Regions from separate parts of the Mus musculus genome. Here region 1 is linked to region 2. The links are chromatin contacts, called in public Hi-C maps. All regions are on one chromosome and are shown on one strand. The core of a region is the stretch at or near the end of the contact, and the rest is flanking DNA. Distances in the headings are between cores, read along the strand shown. Region 1 overlaps Arhgap24 (Rho GTPase activating protein 24). Region 2 holds the start of Arhgap24 (Rho GTPase activating protein 24).

Region 1 (2,700 bases), core at 181-2,680, 300 kb after region 2:
CCCATTCACCAGGCTATTTATGTGGTATTGGCCACTTCTATAGAAATTGAAACCAGAGCTTTGTGAGCCTTGCCAAGCACTCTACCGGCTAAACCACGTCTCCAGAGCTCTTGCCCATCTCTTAACAAATAAATCTTTATGGATTTGTTTTCTTTCTTTGCATGCTTATTAACTCGCATGGTATGGTCATCAGAAAACAACCCTCATTTCTTTACAGAATGACTCCAAAAGAAAAGTAATTGACACGATTCTCAAATAATTTGAAGAGCTGTAAAAGGGGCAGGAAGATGGAATTAAAGGACAGGTTCTATGCAAGCAGAGTTTTGAACACATTATAGAGGTCAAATGTGACATGCCTTGATGGTGTCGGGAAGAATATCATTGTCACCAACAGTGCTCAGAGGATCAATACCACTGTGCTATGTGTGTGTGAGCCGTTGTCTCCATGGTCTTCTCATTTACAATCAAGGGTAACAGCGCATCTTCTTTGTCTCAGAGAGTAGTAGAAGGAAATAATCAGATCAAGCTTTCTCTCCCAGCTTCTGGATGAAGACTCATGCTCTCCTGAGTTGAGAGTGACTGTTTTCACTCTGTGTCCCTTCATGTCACCTTCTCCCTGCTCATCTGTCTCCGTGTCTGAATTTCTCATTTGGATAAGGACACCAGACTTATGGCATTTACATGTCTGAACGTACCCTCTAAGTGACTGAAAAGGCATGGCGGCATGGCAAACTCCTGATTCAGTTTTGATTTGCTGCGCTGCAACAGATTGCCGTTGCCTAAAATTGCAGGTCAGACGGAAGCTGCGGTTAGGATGGTCACGTGATGACAGACACAGAAGAGTTTAAAATTAAAGAGACTGAGCTAAACTTTGCCCCAAGTCATCTTGATCAAGAGCTTATAATAGCAGAACAAATGTAGCATCACCAAAAGAGGCCAAAAGTGAGGCTTCCATCGGGTGGGGCCTTGGTGTGACACATGCTTAGGCCACATAAGTAAATCAGGAGGAGGGGTCTGCTCCACTAAGACTCAGAACATAACAAACACACAATGCACGTTAAACTCTGATCTTAGTAAAACCCTTTGTGCTGTGCATAATATATCAAATGAATTCCCTATGTACGAATGAAGCTTTGGGAAAACTGGATGCTCTGCTCCTGTGTGACCATTGGTGCTCAGATCTGTAGCACTGTCCATGAAGTCAATAGGAGAAACCCTTTACAAGTCTTAAGTCTTAACGATCCTTCTTTAGTGGTCTTTAAATGCTGTGCTGCACAGCAGCAATGACGGCCACGTGTGCCAACCCCTTTCCTAAGTGCTCTCCACACCCAAACACTTTTATTTCTCACCAGAGTGCTATAAATAACAGGTAGAGGAATTGGGCAGAAGAGGAAGTTGAGACAGAGGCTAACCAGACTCCAGTCAACCCTTGGCTGACGCAGAGCTCTTTCCGATCCCATAGCCTGTGGCTTAACCACAATGGGTACTGCTTCTCGAGCGAGAAGTGATCTTTCTGAATCCGTCTTTAGAACCCCAAAATAACCACGCTAAAATGTGTGCTTTAAAAGGCTTTCATTGTAGTTATTTTTGCAGATAAGTGGTACCCATGCCTCCGTCTTTATTTGAACTGCCCTTCCTTGAGCCATGTGCTTTGAGGGACATTTTATTTTAGATACAAGCCAATGAGCAGCCATCATAGCTCCTGAGCCCCACCTTGCAGGCTTGCCCTGGACCTGCTTGCTTTTGTTCCCTCCCCCGGGCAGGTTTCCTGCTCATCCTTTCCTTGATGCCGCCACCTGCTCTACTGAGCCAGGCCATGTTGTCATTCTCTGCTGAGACTCTGGTCTATTTGAAGTTCTCACAGACACGCTAAGTTGTGTGCAGCACCTGACCATTCTCCCCGGTATTTCCATGAATAATTAATTAGCTTAGAGCATGGCCAGGGAATTTTTTGATCCCTGCTTGGCTGCAGAGGGAAGGAAAAACATAACAAGGAACTAAAAAGGAGCAGCTGTTCCATTGCTTTTGAAAACAGTAATGAAGCATAAAAGAATCAATAAAGTTAATTATGCAAATTATAACAAACATTAAAAGTAGTAATTTAAAGTAGAATTCATAACATACTCCTTGTCTCAAAGAACCTTATTCAAAGAGGGAAGCATATATATATATATATCTGAAGCATACATATATATCTGTGTGTGTATATGTATATTATATATATGTGTATATATAAATGTATATGTGTGTGTGTGTGTGTGTGTATATACATATATATGTGTGTGTATACATATACATATACATATACATATACATATACGCATACGCATACGCATACACAAACACAAACACATACACATACACATACACATACACATACACATACACATACACATACACATACACATACACATACACATACACATACACATATACAATCAAGCTTTCTCTCCCAGCTTCTGGATGAAGACTCATGCTATCCTTAGTTGAGGATGACTGTTTTCATTCTGTGTCCCTTCATGTCATCTTCTCCATGTGTATCTGTCTCTGTGTCTAAATTTCTCATTTTGATAAGGACACCAGACTTCTGGCATTTGCATGTCTGAAAGTACCCTCTAAGTGACTGAAAAGACATGGCAAACTCCTGATTCAGTTCTGCTTTGCTGGAAAAAAATATATATATATCCTTAATATTTTAGG
Region 2 (2,700 bases), core at 13-2,512:
GGAAACGATGGAGACAGAGGTGTGAAGGCCAAAGGCCTTGGACACAAGGATGGGATGTATCTTAATCTCTCAGCCTGGGATCTGCCGGGCAGCCTCCCTGAGTTTAATTTGTGTCACCTTGGGTCTGAATTGCTGTGGTAACATTTGTTATAACCAGAAAGTAGGCTCCCAACCTAATAGCAGTCTTGCCTTTTTGAAATGTCACAGTCTTGAATCATACCTACTGACACTTGTCTTCCAGGGGCTCTCAGGGCATGGAATGTGTGCAGATTTCATTTTGGTTAATCTCATTGTTTTGCAGTTCTCATTTAGAACTGCCCACAGGCTGTCACTTGACAGTGTTAACAGTCCGCCATTACAACATGCAAGGCCTTGTGAGCCGCTGAAGGTCATCTATCCCACCAATTAGAAACACAGGCCACATGGCTTCTGGCTAGGGGTTCTACACACATTTTAAAGGATCAGGCAAAAGAGCTTATTCCCCCCCCCCCCGAACTTAATTTCATTCATTAAAGGGCTGAGGTGTCTCCTGCCAGAAAAATCAATTTTCTAGTGGGACCTCGGCCTGGGATGGAGCAGACTCATCCCTACCCCCGCCCCGGAAACCTGACGGCAACAAAAGCAAAATACCTATTCGTGCCCATCCAGGCTTGTATGCTCGTCAGCCTGAGCATGTGCCTGGACATCCCAAAGGACAAAATCCAAAACACCAGGCTTTAGGAAACCTAAGAGTGCCAAACACCTAGAACAGTAAGCGCTCAGTGGGTGGGAGTGGGGAGGGCTGGGGGCTGGGGGCTGGGGGCTGGGGCAGTCTATATCAGGAATATATTTGCCACCTTGCTCTGAGAACTCTAAAAGCATGTCAAGACGGTTTATTACACTTAACATCTCTCGAAATGCCTGACTAGAGCACACTCATCTAAATACGTTTTTAGGAATAAAGCTTAAGCTGGAGAAATAAGATTTGGCAGAGATGGTGGCAGGGCGCGCATAACCAGTGTGTGAGGCTTGCTGAAGGAACACAAGAGTGGGGGCTTTGGGTTCCTTACATTCTCTCACCCATAGCCACAGATCTGTGAGCAGCATGCCCTCATGCTGCATTTGGGCTGAAATGAACGCAGCCAACTGCAGAGGGCCCAGGCAGTGGTGTCTGATGGGGCGCCCGCCCAGCATTGCTCTGGAGGTGAGGCTGGCGTGCAGGGCGGGGCTCCCGCCACCCCACCAGTGCTGCTTGGGTCCTCTGAAGCCGCCAGCTGCCAACTGAAACCCGAAACCCGGCTGCGTCTGCGGGCTGGCCCCACTCAGTTGTTCCAGCCTCTTGTACTGTATATTTACACATTCACACACAATCACTCTTTCTAACTTCTTGACTCTTTGCGCAACTGCTAGGATTTCTCAAGTGCATGTGGCAATTCAGCCCGGGTGAGAGAAAGCCGGTGGGACTCGGAAGGGAATCACGGGGCCGCGGGGCCGCCCAGGCTGCAGAGGGGACAGAACTAGAGCGAGACAGCGACTGCTGGGGGAGTCCCCCCCAACTTTCCATGCAGCTGTGGCTCTGGGGCTGCCCGGGCTTCCTCTGAGAGCAGCACGCAGGCCTGGCGAATGGGGTTCTGCGCTCGCCCTGGGAAGTAAAGGGCACCCTGCCGACTGGAACTCATCTTTAGGCCAGTCCTAGGAGCCTGGACATCGGAGCAGCCGCCAGCCATCCCTTGTAGGTCCGGCATCCCTGGCAGGGTAGGTGATTTGATTGCTGCTGTGGAGCTGGGGCTTGGGGGGAGGGGGGGAGAAACCACCCGGAGGGTGGGTGGATAGCAGCTTCAGGCTATAGGGAGGTAACTGCTGTGAGCCAGGAGCAACGCTGGGACCATACTGGTTCAGTGTGTGTGTGTGTGTGTGTGTGTGTGTGTGTGTGTGCGCGTGCGCGCGCGCGCGAGAGCACTCGCTTGCGTGTAAAACACAACAAGCAGGCATCTTGTGTTTCTGACTTACAAAACAAATGCAACTGATACAGTCTCTACTCCCGCCGTCTACCTTCTCCTTTCATCTGCTGATGTTTTAGCTAGTTTCAGAGTTGCCTAGACAACTGGCGTGTGGAGGTAGATTTCAGTATATATTGTGTTACTATTGTACCGGAAAGTGGTAATCTTCGGTGGATTTTAAGACACACAGATGGGTTTAGACTTCTTGAAGGAGTAGTATTTTGAGGAGGTATCCACCTACTTTAAAAGAGAAGCAGGCAGTACATTCTTATTAAAGATAACTTTAGCAGTATTTCTTGTGAAAGTCCTCAAAGAGAGATTATTAGGCGGAATGCCTTTGAGATGCTAGGCTGTCTAATATGGGCTAGTGACCCAGCTCCTGGCTCCACTGTAATCTGTTCCAACTCATCTGAGTAAGTCTCTCCCTAGTGTGTTTGTTTTTGTCCCTTTACTCACCATATTACAGATTAGTCCCGTTTAGCTTCCAAAACATCACTGTTTCATCCCATTCTTCAAAAAGGAAATGAGAAAGTCAGGTGAGGTGCCTGAAATATACAAAGTGTAAAAGCTTTGCTTACTCATAAGTATAAAGTTTTGTCTTGTTGGGTCTACTACTAAATAAGAGAAACTGATTCGAATCTGGGGACATTTGCAGTGGTATTTAAAAGCTATACAGGATTGCCGAGATAGATGGGTAGGCAGATTCAATCCGTTCGTTCCC

Evidence for each region. Hi-C and Micro-C count contacts between places; a contact is called where the count stands out from the background.
Region 1: a contact with region 2 is called in a Hi-C map of granulocyte-monocyte progenitors, with 2.4 times the contacts expected there. The contact joins the enhancer-like site here to the promoter of Arhgap24 in region 2. A contact is called at or near these places in 2 of 39 promoter capture datasets (hematopoietic stem and progenitor cells and pre-B cells), 4 of 484 Hi-C or Micro-C datasets (granulocyte-monocyte progenitors, muscle stem cells and myocytes), 1 of 115 datasets of contacts at active chromatin or transcription factors (bone marrow-derived macrophages) and 1 of 9 other capture datasets (pancreatic islet).

What each region holds. Positions count from the first base shown.
Region 1 is chr5:102,776,646-102,779,345 of GRCm38.p6, forward strand. The region is part of intron 3 of Arhgap24 (Rho GTPase activating protein 24); the gene reads left to right. Among named protein-coding and RNA genes, the nearest start is that of Gm30396, 150 kb to the left of the region's middle. Within about 2 kb of position 1,431, at least 83 of the 459 cell types and tissues checked have an H3K27ac peak or open chromatin away from gene starts, as enhancers often do. A contact at or near this core is called in bone marrow-derived macrophages, granulocyte-monocyte progenitors, muscle stem cells and 2 more, where this site is marked.
Region 2 is chr5:102,480,129-102,482,828 of GRCm38.p6, forward strand. Arhgap24 (Rho GTPase activating protein 24) reads left to right here and starts at 1,263. Exons shown (of 10, transcript NM_029270.2): 1 at 1,263-1,734.